Linked DNA regions of Macaca mulatta: region 1 is linked to region 2. The links are chromatin contacts, called in public Hi-C maps. All regions are on one chromosome and are shown on one strand. Each heading gives the region's core, a stretch centred on a gene start, on an enhancer-like site or on the middle of the called end of the contact. The rest is flanking DNA. Distances are from core to core; before and after follow the strand shown. Region 1 holds the start of IPO5 (importin 5). Region 2 holds the start of RAP2A (RAP2A, member of RAS oncogene family).

Region 1 (6,415 bases), core at 3,135-5,634, 520 kb after region 2:
CTTTCACAGAGGTCTTACAAGCCTAACTTCTCCAACTTTCTCCCATTTCCAGAACACGCCCGTCAACATGGGAGCCCATAAAACTAAGAGCAGTAGCAGGAGAGGATTCTGATGCACTCTAGTTAAGGAGCCTTGTCTCCTGCAGTATTACAAACAGGTCACACCCAGGCTGCGCAGTACTTCCTAACAGCAAAAATCCTAAACTACCTAGATTTCACGTACCAGTTGAGAGACACTTCGTTTTAAGAGGGGTTGCAAATGCTCCAAGCAAATTTGCCTCCAGCACTTAATGGAAGTAATGTCAAGTCCAATAAATTGCAAGGGAAAGGAGCTGGCCATTCACAGGATAAACCACTAAGTACATTACTTTGGGGCAATTTTGTTTTTGTTTTTTTATTTTAACGTGGCCAAAGCAATGGCAGCGAATACGGAGTGAGCAAAACTCAAAGTTTTCTATCCTTGCATTTTTACTTCCAATTATAGGTTAATGCTAGAAGAACTTTTATGATTAATAATATTATACTTTTTATTATCCCCATTTTATAGATGAGAAATTGAGGCTTAGTGACATTAAGCACTCGAGGTTACACAGCTAGTAAGAGACTAAAGATACAAATCCTCTAGACTCAAGTTCAAGGCTCTTTACCTTCCACCATTTGATCTCCTTGGGAAATAAATAAATCTATACTGCTGCAAGCTGCCTTTATGCAATATCTATTTTCTTTTCTTTCTTTCTTTCTTTTTTTTTTTTTTTTTTTGAGAGGAGTCTTGCTCTGTTGCCCATGCTGTAGTGCAGTGGCATGATACTGGCTCACTGCAACCTCTGTCTCCTGGGTTCAAGTGATTCTCCTGCCTCAGCCCCCCAAGTAGCTGGGATTACAGGCATGCACCACCATACCCAGCTAATTTTTTTTGTATTTTTAGTAGAGATGGAGTCTCGCCCTGTTGGCCAGGCTGGTCTCAAACTCCTGACCTCAGGGGATCCACCTGCCTCCCAAAGTGCTAGGATTACAGGCGTGAGCCACCGCACCCGGCCCCTGAGTTATTTTCTTATAAGAAAATGATACTCTTATAAACTATAAGGACACTCTTTATGAGAAATGGACTTCTAAGTGCAGTAAGCTTCCCAGAAGGCTGAGCATTATAAACTCTCCAGAATGGCGAGCCTGCTACCAAAAATACAGTCCCCACCTAAGAGGTTTTCTGGACACCAGAACTAGTCTCCATTGTCAGGACATCTGCTATCTACCCCAAGTTTACTGGAATTTCTCCCATTTTTGGAGGGGGGTGGGTGGTCTCTTCATTCATTAACCTTAAAATGCTTCTCCTTCCCTTTTAATTGGATATTTAAAATGTTAAAATAAGGTTGGACTGTGATTTTGTGTTCTAGCAGTTGATGTCACCACTAATACAAAATTGTTTTGTTTTTAGACTGCCTGAAATAATCTTAGGTTTACGCTTTGCCTCATTAAAAAAACAAGCTCCTGGCCGGGTGTGGTGGCTGAGGCCTGTAATCCTAGCACTTTGGGAGGCCAAGGCAGGAGGATCACCTGAGCTCAGGAGTTTGAGACCAGCCTGGGTAACAGGGCGAAACCCCATCTCTACCAAAACTACAAAAATTAGCCAGGTGTGGTGGCTTGTGCCTGCAGACCAGCCACTTGGAGGGGCTAAGGTGGGAGGGGCTTGAGCCCAGGAGGTGGAGGCTGCAGTGAGCCGAGATCACACCACTGCTCTCCAGCCTGGGCAACAGAGCGAGACTCTGTCTCAAAATAATAACAATAACAATAATAATAGTAACAAAAATCTGCAAACTTGATTGAAATTTCTATCATTTAGTAACTATTAAGCAAATATATGTAATCTACAGACTCATTGCCAATAAAAACACATACCACAACAGGTGTTAAAAAGTAACTGGAGATCCGGCCATACCCTAAGCAAGCCCCTAGGCAATTTATCAAATTTCGCTGTTGACCTAGTCATTTGAATGAGTTGTTTTTGTCTGTAATTCTTTTTTTTTTTTTTTTTTTTTTTTTTTGAGATGGAGTCTTGCTCTGTCACCCAGGCTAGAGTGCAATGGCGCAATCTCAGTTCACTGTAACGTCTGCCTCCCAGGTTCAAGCGATTCTCCTGCCGCAGCCTCCTGAGTAGCTGGGATTACAGGCGCCCACCACCAACCTGGCTAATTTTTGTATTTTTGGTAGAGACGTGCTTTCACCATGTTGGCCAGGCTTGTCTCGAACTCCTGACCTCAGGTGATCTGCCCACCTCGTCCTCCCAAAGTGCTGGGATTACAGGCGTGAGACACCATGCCCAGCCTTAAAATCTTAATAACCTTGGCTGATGATGAAACCTCCTCAGAATCCAGACACCCCAACTACCCACACACACACACACACACACACACACACACACACAAAAACCCAAAATCAAACAAAAACAAAACTGCCCCAAAGTAATGTGCATAGTGGTTTGTCTAGAAGAAATAACGTGGCATGAGAATGAAAACTTGTCACATCTAAGAAATAGAAATTCAACAAAGATAGGTCTGCAGACCTCCTGTAGAGAACCCATCATTGTCATGGCCCAAAACTTTCTAAGAGAATTTTCTCTAGGAATCAATTAGAATCCGTTAGGAAAAAATCTTGGCTGGCCATCACAATTGCACGTGGATCCCAGGGCTCAGCCCAGATTCTGGACACAGTGGCCAAGATTTAAAATCATTCACCAAAGAGCAAATGCTTTGACTTTCAAAGAGCAGAACTGCAGCAGAATAGCCAACAGGAAATTAAATTCCCTAAGTTAAATACTATGTACTGCCAGCTGTGTAGAGCTACTCTCCATCTCTCCCAATATGAAACCTCCTCACTAGAGATGTAGCGTCCCTTTGGGGCAGAAATGAATTGTTTTCGTAGCTGGGCACGGTGGCTTGTGCCTGTAATCCTAGCACTTTGGGAGGCCGAGGCGGGGGGTGGAGAGGGTTATCCCCTGAGGTCAGGAGTTCGAGACCAGCCGGGCCAACATGGTGAAATCCCGTTTCTACTAAAAATACAAAAAAGTTAGCTGGGCATGGTGGCACATGCCTGTAATCCCAGCTACTTGGGAGGCTGAGGTATGAAAATTGCTTGAACCCGGGAGGCAGAGGTTGCACTGAACCGAGATTGTGCCACTGAACTCCAGCCTAGGCGACAGAGCGAGCCTTCCACTGACACCCTTAGCCCAATGTATTGGATACAACAGGGTATCAACAAAAGTACCCTTTGATTTGTACACCCCTCTCTCTGCCTTTGGCAGCCCCAGCAGTTAAAGAACATTGCGTGTATTATCTACGCATTAGAATGCTGAAATTGAAATTACGCCTCTGGGTTCCTAGACCGAGATTGAGATATCAACCCTGTAAACCAGGGCTCCTTTAGGAAGAAAGGTGTTTCTTGACGTTCCCAAATCATTGCGAGAACAGCATCCCTAAACAAGGGATTCAAGGGAATAGTCACAGATCCTCGGGTGGAGGCATCTTTGCTACGTGGACGTGCGAAGACGACCGCGGGCTGGGGACGGGCAGCCTGGCGGGAGAGCCCCGGGCTGAGTAACCCCTCTTCCGCGAAAGCCCCAGGCGTGAGTCACTGGCGGGCGCGGCAGGAGGAAGGGGCGCCCTGAGTCCATAGTCCTGGGGGAGGTCGGAGGGTCTGACAACAAGAGGAGTCTGTGGGTGGAAGGTACCTAGGAAGTGGGTCTAAAGGGGCTGCTGCCTTCCTAGATGTGGGTAAAGGGCTGGATCCCAGGGGGAGAAGGACCGAAGGGGTGGGGCCCGCTCTTGCGGCCGCAGGGAGGGGCCGGGGGTCCGCGAGAAGGAGGCCGACCAGCCCGCGGCGCCGAAATCTCCCGCGCTCAGGAGCTGGCCCCTCCTCCCGGCCAGGCCTCAGGCCCATCGCCGCGGCCGGGCCCGCCGGCCGGCTCCTCCCGCTGTCCCCGCGACGCAGCCCCGGCCCCAGCCCAGGCCTCGACCCGGACCACGACCCCGATCCCAGCCCTGGCCCGGCTGCGTAGCCGCCAGCCGACCCCACCCGCGCACAGCCGGCGGCCCACGGCGCGCGGCCAGTGACGGCACCGCAGGGTGCGTGGCCAATCAGCGCGGCCCCCGAGGAGGCGGCCTCGGCCCCGCCCCCCTGCGCCCAGGGCCAGTGAGGCGCCGGCGCCGGCGGCCGCGGCGGGGTGAGAGGCCGCGAGGCCCCGCCCCGTCCTCCCCTTTCCCCTTTGCCCCGCCCTTCCCGCCCGGCCCCCCCACAGCCCCGCGCCGCCGCTGGTGCCGGTCCCCGCGCTGGGCCCGCCCCCGCCCCTCCCGCGGCCCGCGAGCGCGCCTCACGGCTCCTGTCTCCCCTCCCTCCTTCTCTCTCACGCCTAGCGCAATGGCGGCGGCCGCGGCGGAGCAGCAACAGTTCTACCTGCTCCTGGGAAACCTGCTCAGCCCCGACAATGTGGTCCGGAAACAGGCAGAGGTAACCGAGTTCACCGCCCCCGTCTCCGCGCCCTGGCCGGCGCGCCGACCCTTTCCCGACGCCGGCAGCGCCGGGCCTCGGCCGGTCCGCGGCGGCCGCGCAGGCTGGGCCCGGCGGGCGGCGGCCGCGCAGCCCACGTGTGAGGCGGCCCGCGGCTCCCGGTCGTGCCCCCGGGCTTTTCCGGCCATTGCTGCCGCGGCGCCCGACACCAGTTACCTCCCTGCCGCCGCTCGCACCCACGTGCGGCCGCTCCCGACGCGCTGCCCCAGTCCAGGTGTGGGGTGCCGGGCGGGCCCGGGGCCCCAACTTCGCTGGCCACCCCCTTTCCGAGCTCCCCGCTCGCCCCTTTCCCGCTTTCTCCCAGCGGGAGCCCCCACCGCCTTTCCAGCTGCTGTCTCCACCCAGCCTAGCGCTGTGGGTCTCCCAAACCCTGGCTGCTACCTTACCCGTCACGCCTGCTTCTACCCCCTGCTCATCTCCCACACCGTCTGTCCCTCTCTTTTTAAATGTGTACCCTTCCTTGTCGCTGCTGCCTTTTTTCATTTAGTTCTTTCTCATTTTAGTTCCTAACATCAGAAGCCAGATTTCCCTACCCCTTTCCACCCCCAGTTCTGTGAAGTTGCCTTTAGGGTTTCTTTCTATGCAGTTTCCACCTTACTCTGGGCATGTAATACACTTACTCTGCTCTTCCTTCAGACAAATTTTCTTTGCTCTCTAGAGAATCGTGGGATAAATGGGATGTAGTGGGACTTCCGTTGTTTAACTGGGCCAGTACCATATGTTTAAGTCTTCAACTTCATTAAATATAACCGTAATCTGTTTTTTCAAACCACCTCTTGTTCCTGGCCTCCAAAATGTGGAGATACTTTCAAGTGACAGTAATTTAAATATATCTGTAAGCTCATTTACCGGGTTCACTGGAAGACTGATGTTACATCGTCAGCGTTGAGACCACGATTATTATGGGATATTTCCAGGGGAGGGAGAAACTTTCCAGTTTCTTAGCTGACCGCTAAACTTGGTTATATATGGGTTTTTTTGCAACCATGAGATTGAAGAGTTTTATAAGATTAAATGAAGGATGTTCAGCCGGATATTTTTAAAGAGCAAAAATTAATTTTGCATATAGCCAATGAAACTGACTACAGGTCCTCTTCTGAACACAGGCCTGAAGACTTTTCCAGGTGTCCTTAAAACAAGTGTTAATCCTTGTTTTGAATAGATGGTGGATGTGCTGGTTATACTTAGAGGTTTTATATTAAGTGAAGTAAACACACCCAAAATTCTGTTCTATATGAAGAGGCATTTTCAACTATTCACTTTATTTTATATATGTAATACATGTTCAGGGTAAAAATTCAAACAGTGAATAGGTTCTTATCCCATTTCCCAAAGGTGACCACTTTTAAGTGTCTCGTGAGTCTTTCCTGAAATTTTAACATACACATTGATTTTTTACTTGAATGGGCTTATAATACTATTTACACTATTTTGCAACTTGAATTTTTCACTCAGTATATTTCACATTGCCTCATAGGTGAGTTTTTTGGTCAGCTATAGATTATACATCATATGGATAGATATTTATATAAGCAACCTTCTATGAAATGGATATTGTGGTTTCCAGTGACCTGCTCTTTTAAAAATAGTGTTATGCACAGGAGTACATATATACCTATCTTTGCATACTTTCCCAGGTTTACTTGGAGAATACTGAAAAGTAGGATTTGTTCCTAGAAGTAATATGCATGTATTGCATCAATTTGCCTTGGGGATATGATGATGCTTAAAAAGAAAAAATTAATGCTTTCTGCTAACTCTTGAGATAATTTTTCGCCAAAATAAGTTTTTAATCCCAACGTATAATAGAAATTTCCATGTGTTACAAAGCAGAACAGCATTGTAATTAGTAAGCTAGT
Region 2 (6,928 bases), core at 692-3,191:
GATGACCTTGTGGGAAAGAGGACCGGGGGAGAGGTATGCCAGGCTTTAACAACAGAACTACAGAAATGTATTATTCGCAGGAAATGTGCGACAGTAACGAACGGATGAGACTAGTTTGAGAAGGACCTAGTTTAAAGAAAGTAAACCGAGTAACCGGTAACTGCAAAAAATAATGCAGGAATGTTTGAGGATGTAACGTCTCCTAAATTTGACGTTATGGGTGGGAGAGGGTGTGTAACTAAGATGTAATGCTAGCGACAGAACGCTAAGTTTTAAAACTTAATAGTGAAAGAAAAAATAATGTTCTGGGAGGAACGCCTGGAAGACCCATGCAATTGCTGCACGATATCTCCTTAAGGACCGGAACATTTCTCACCCTGAAGACAAAAGTCCCTGTGTTCTCGATTCAGCCCACATCCCTCAGCACCATTTCCATGCCCATCATTTAGGCAGAATGCCACGGAGACGACGTTAAAAGTGGAATTCATCATTCTGGCTTGCAACCCATCTTGTTCTTTTGCCAGAACAGAGCACAGCAACTGGCTCCTCAATCTCTGCCCCTCCCAAACGCCCGCAGCCGGGCCCTATCTCCATCCCGCCAGCCTCTGTGGCAAGGGGCTCGCGAGCTCTGGTTGGCTTGGTCGAAACTTCCGTCACACGCCAGCTCACCTACGATTGGTTGGCAAAGCGTGCGCGAACCGCCCCGCCTGGCGAGGCACTGGGGGGTGTGCTTGCGGATCCCGCGACAGATTTTTTTCCCGATTGGTTGAAAGAGGAAAGTCACGTGGTATGGGGAGGCTCTCTTATTGGTAGTGAATGGTACCATGGGGTGCAGAGACATGACGTGGTTGGCTAGAATGAATCCCAGCTTCCCACTAGATGCCCCTAGCCGGCTGTTGCTATGAGGTGTCCCGGGGCCTTCCGGCTGCCGGTCGGGGTTCCGCTCTCCAGGTTTTCAATTCACCAGTGGCTGACAGGGCGTGGACAGAGCTCGACTGCAGTTCGGCACTGAAAGGGGCGGATCTAGAAGAAATGTGGGCGGATCCAGAGGATTGGTGGGCGGGACCCTGGCGACGTCAGCAGGCTTGGACCCAACTTCCGTGGTGTGTGGCCGCCTCTGGCTCGACCCTGTGGCGCGCTGCCGGAGGGGGCTGTCACCCTCCTATCAATGTCCTAACACTCGAAAGCTTCGTTTTGTTGCGTTTACACAACTTCAGGCAGAAGCCTGTAGGTGCCCGTCCCCTTAAAGCTACACATGCTAATACAAGATAAAACCAAAGCTCTAGAAGTGCTGACAGACTGGGTGGCATCGGGCAAAGGCCCTCGCGGTCCCTCTTGGGCCTTGGGCATCTCTCCCCTTCACTCCTCGCCTCAGGGTAAAGCTTGGAGGTAGCTCTGGCCCCTCTACCATCGCATCTCCGCCGAATTCTGAACGTGGGAGTCTCAGGTTGACTGCTCCCAGCTCGGGCGGGAACTGCGCATGCTCGGTACGTAGGCCCTGGGGTCTGACTGGGCGCGCAGGGTTCGGCGCTGCTGGGCAGTCGCGGTGCTTGTTTATCTCCGCGACGGCAGAAGCTTCGGAGCCGCGCAGAGCCTCTCGGGAGCGCCCGCGGCCGGTCGCCTAGGCGACGGGGACGGGGGCGAGGCTGTGCCGCGGGCTCCGCCCCGGCCGCCGGGCCCCGCCCCTGGCCGCGCTGCGGCTGGGGCTCGGGCGCGCGCTCCAGCGCTGGGGGTAGCGGCGGCGGCGGCGGCGGGCGGGGATCTGGGCGTGGAGGCGCGAGGGGCGGGGCGGGCGGCACTGCGGGCCCGCGGCTCGGGCGGCTCGGGCGGCTCCGGCGGCTCACGCTCTGTCTCCCTGCTCGCCCTCAGTCCCACCCGGTGCCCACGGGGCCGCATCGCCGCCCGGCTCGGCCCATGCCTAGGGCCGCTGCTCCCTCAGCTGCCGCCGCCGCCGCCGGCGCCCAGGGGGCCGCCGCGGCTGTGAGGTGGGGGCGGCCGCGGGAGGCGGCTGGGCGGGCCGCCGGGGCCGGGGCTGGGGGCGCAGCGCGGCCGGCGTAGGTCTATGTCGCGGGCGGCGGCGGCGGCGGCGGCCGCGGAGGGACGATGCGCGAGTACAAAGTGGTGGTGCTGGGCTCGGGCGGGGTAGGCAAATCCGCCCTGACCGTGCAGTTCGTGACCGGTACCTTCATCGAGAAATACGACCCCACCATCGAGGACTTCTACCGCAAGGAGATCGAGGTGGATTCGTCGCCGTCGGTGCTGGAAATCCTGGACACGGCGGGCACCGAGCAGTTCGCGTCCATGCGGGACCTGTACATCAAGAACGGCCAGGGCTTCATCCTCGTCTACAGCCTCGTCAACCAGCAGAGCTTCCAGGACATCAAGCCCATGCGGGACCAGATCATCCGCGTGAAGCGGTGAGCGAGGGCGCAGGGGGCTTGGCGGCTGCACCCCGGAGTCACCGTCCCGGGGCCAGAACTCCCCGCGCGGGGCTCTGGGGAGGGGGCTGTCTGGGGGGTGGCTCCGAGCTGGAGGCTTTACTATTGTCATTCTGCTCCTCCTCCTCAATCTCAAATTCGAATGCTTTGTTTCACAACTAAAATTTGGCATCCTGTTAGCCCACAGAACAGCTCTTTGTCTCTTGGCCGTTGTTAGCATTGCTTGTACAGAGCCCCCAAGGAAACAAAGTTTAAAACTTGCAGAGGGGAAGGGAGTGGATGGGTTTGTGTTGGGAAGAGAGGAACTGTGCAGGTATAGTTGAGACATTTGCAGACTGAACAACAACAGTCTGCCTTGGCAATGTTTGACAGCAAAAATCGCTCACACACCTATACAGTAAAGTCAAGTCCAGAGGAAAGAGACCTTTCTCATCTCGTTAAAGGTTTATGGTTCCAAGGCGTTTTACAAAAATTAAGTCTCTAATTTAGAGCAAAACTTTAAAGACAGATTATCAAATTTTTTGAAGACATCGTAAGCTAAATGGGGTTTCGAGAATATTAACATAGAGGAGTGCAAATAAGCCATTCACAAGAGGAAAAGAATGCAGCTTAGCTGTTTTTTGTTTTTGTTTTTAATATAGCCGCCTTAACCGCTTCAAAAAAAAAAAAAAAGTTCCTGGAAACAAAACAGAAGCTTCTTCAAAAGTGTGACTCAAGTATTAGCTAATTTAAAGTTAACGTTAATAAGCCTTTATATATATATAAATTGTTTTCTAAAGTATACATTTTGGAAATATGGCTGATTACTTAAATGATTTAAAATGTTTGTTTTCTCTTAAATTCACTGAGTATATTTTTCCATGTAATTTCAAGCATTAGAAATGTGATAATATCTTAGTGCAAAGTTTTGGCAGATTTTTCTAATTATCATTTAATTACATATTACCGTTTTATCCAGTTGTTGTTAGTTAAAGCCTGCTGATAATTTTAGTGTCCTTTTTTTCTTGCCTTATTCTACTTAGAGCCTAAATCTGAAGACCTTTATTGAAAGATGGTTGTAAGTGCACTGTAGACATAATCACATTGTACGTCAGTTTGAGTCCACTCATTTTGAAAGAGCAAGGACCAAGTTATGTGTGCCCAGGGGATGCTCAAAAACTCATTACGAGTAGTGGGTTTTTAATGCAACCTGTGAGATCAAAGAGAAGGCTCTCTCTCCATTGCTCCACCCCCCCCCCTTAACTACTTGAGTATGCACTTTAATAGCTGAACTAAAATTGTGCATGTTATTCATCCTTGTGTTAAATTCCAAACTAGAATAAAGCAGATACTTGCGTGGTCTCTGCTGCTAAGATTTGCGAATTTGATAGCTTTTTACTTCTCCAGTATCATTTTCCTAAAGTTAAGCTTAGTATGAGGATGGCATTTAAGGGGCTACATTTAAGTGACTTAAATCCTTATTACCCCCTCCCCCAATACCACACAATTAGAAAGAAACAAACCAAACCAAACCAACTGCAGGGTAGTCTGATACATCGCCACATGTTAATGTTAGGCCAAATGCATACGTCAAAAAATAATCTAAATGTCCCAACTTCCTCACCCTTCACATTTAGATATGCAGGCATAAAGATATGAAGATGCAGATATACAATGATAAAGCCACATACCCATGGCTAACTTCTTGAAGCCTAGGGAACAAATATGGCAAAATATTTTTGGATAATATGGTCCACATAATTTTGTAGTTTCTTGTAATTTAGTGCAGATTACTTTTCTCAGTTATAATAATAGGTTAGTCTAAACTCAGTATATTGGAGCAATGTATTTATTTTCCTTATGGCCCAGAGGAAAAAAAGAGTAAAATTCTGCATGCCCAGATATCATTTTACTCACTAGTCTCAGTTCTTGATATAAAAAGATCATTGATCAGCTGAAGTAGAGTTCATAAATTCTTTCACCAGAATTCAACCATTGTATACGTAAGAACCTCTTGGACCCTCACTTATGTGTCTTTGTAATACGGTAGTAGTAAGGTATTTTACACCTCATCGTAATCCCAGCATCTGGCTTCCCATCATTGATGGAGAGGACGTGTGAATGCAGGTGGCCTCTCAGTATTTGATATCTACTGTCAAATTCAGTATTCAGCTTTAGGTCTAGGTCAGCACTTTTCAATAGAGATATAACGTGAGCCACATATGTAATTTTAACATTCCTAGTAGCTGATTTTTTTTAAATAACATAAATATGTGGAATTAATTTTAATAATGTATTTTATTTAACCCACCATATTTAAAATAGAATCATTTCGACATGTCAATATTCAAAAATTATTGATAGGATACTTTACTTTTTTATACTGTGCCCTTGAAGTTTGGTATGTGTTTGACGTAGCACATCTCAATTCAAACAAGTCACATTTCAAGTGCTCAGTAGCCACATGTGGCCACAGGCTGCCATATTGGACAACAGAGGTCTAAGGTGTATATGATTTGGGGAAATGCTTGCTTATTTCTCTAAACTTCAGTTTCCTTATCTGTGAAATAGAGATTAATATGCACCTTCAAGAGTCCTTGTAAGAATTAAATGAGATAATGTATTTTAAGATACCCAAAACAATACCTAGTACACAGAAGTTGCTCAAAAAATTCTAGCTGTCATTCTTACTTTAATAACTTTGTCATTTATCTTCCTTAAATTTTACCCTTGATATAAATGTAATTTTAGAAGAAATAAATTTGTAATTGCATTTTGGAATTCATTATTTAGTATAGGCAAGATGAGACTAAAAAGCAATGAGGTTAAAATAATCCTTGGAAGAACTGTGTTGGTATTCTCTTTAAATATTTTCTCTTATGAAGGATCTGATGGAAAAGGGCATGAGAATGAACATTTAACTTCAAGTACAGTGTAGCAATAATGCACAGCACTAATGCATAGCCAAACGACGAATGGAGCTTTTCATTTTTCATTTTCATTTCAAATAATAGCAGTCATTTTCAAGGATTTCTATTACTTGAAATATTTCACTTTTAAGAAATATAAAAACTCCCTTAAGTGTCTATAAGTGTACATACCTCCATATACATACACGACCTCTTATCAAAGCCAAGTGGACCAACTGAAAATGGCTGTATTTGTAAATTCATATGCTTTCTTTTCTTAACTTGATTTTGGGTGACATTACACACACAAAGAAAAGTAATAGGGATATAGGAAATGTTTTTCAGTTGAAATAAAACTAGAATTTTTTCTGATTTTGTAATTGCTTTTCTCATTATTACCCATGCCAGGATCAGCCATGGTCCTGACGTGAGGTTCTTGGAACGTGATATACAAGGCCTGTTTGCTGTTAGGAAAAAGTCCAGAAATCTTCAACATGACCTTTCACAGCCCAGCTTGCTCTTATCCCTCCCTGCCTGTGCATCTCTTGAAACCGTCCTTTTACTCTAGCACCCAGACCTTAAATCCTTGAAAGTGCCTTTCTCTGGGCTCTCCTTTGGCCTGTAGAAATCTACCTTTTCCCAGAGTTAATTCCTACTCCATCTTTCACCCTCACCCCTGCTTAACCCATTTATACCAGAGGTTGCAATTTTTTTTTTGTGAAAAATCAGACCTTGGCAATGACCTTGAGCAGCAGGATATAAATAACTCCCACAAGCTTAGCATTCCAATAATGGAACACTAGGCATAGATGAGTTAAAAGATTTCTCCCCACTGAGGGAAGATATGCTCTTAAACCAAAGTAACCCCTTTCCTGTCTTCCCTTACTAAATTTTATGCCTCACCTCTTCCCTCAATTACACATACTCTGCCCTTCCCCTTTTCTTTGAAGCACTCATCCAAATTTAATTATTTGTGTGATAATTTATGGGTAGTCAGCCTTTCTCACAAAACTCTAAGCCTGTGTAACTAGCACAGCTCCCACTAGCACATAGGAAACAAGAAAAAATGTTGGAAAAATGAATGTTCAGAAAGAAAAGTATTTGTGTTGTCCTTTGGCCTCAGTTTCCCTAAACATTTTGATTTCATAGACGGAGGAGATGATCTTTTAAAGTTCTTTTTGCAGATGGAGGTGATCTTCCTTCAGCTGGAACTTTCTGTGAGAACACTTCTAGTTGGGGCAGTTTTTAATATGAACCTCAAAGAATCAGAAACATGATGTATTCCAGATGGAGGAAATGGCACAGGAAATGCATAGAATATGTTTTTTGGATGTTAAATAGAGCAGATTGGCCAAACGGGGAATTTATATAGAAGTGTGAGGGGAGGCAAGGTGAAAAATTTCAAAGCTAAATTACTGAAGGTTAAAGACTTTGGAGTTGATCGTGTAGTCAAGGACCATAATCACAATTGTCATAGGTATAGTAATATGTAGTGATATGGTAGATGACTTAGTGGTAATAGACTACTCTGTTTCATAACAGGAAGAATAGTCATAAATGTTGTGATAATCCAGTTTCTATATGAAGTGTGAAGATCCTGAA

The links. A called contact is a pair of places that touch in the nucleus more often than the background predicts.
Region 1: a contact with region 2 is called in a Hi-C map of fetal cortex germinal zone, with 4 times the contacts expected there. The contact joins the promoter of IPO5 here to the promoter of RAP2A in region 2. A contact is called at or near these places in 2 of 14 Hi-C or Micro-C datasets (fetal cortex germinal zone and fetal cortical plate).

What each region holds. Positions count from the first base shown.
Region 1 is chr17:92,678,268-92,684,682 of T2T-MMU8v2.0, forward strand. It overlaps IPO5 (importin 5), which reads left to right and starts at 4,385. Exons shown (of 26, transcript XM_002800812.4): 1 at 4,385-4,496. The coding sequence starts at 4,407.
Region 2 is chr17:92,158,749-92,165,676 of T2T-MMU8v2.0, forward strand. RAP2A (RAP2A, member of RAS oncogene family) reads left to right here and starts at 1,942. Exons shown (of 2, transcript NM_001193832.3): 1 at 1,942-2,417. The coding sequence starts at 2,104. It overlaps LOC114673441 (a long non-coding RNA gene), which reads right to left and starts at 1,430. Exons shown (of 4, transcript XR_013407692.1): 1 at 377-1,430.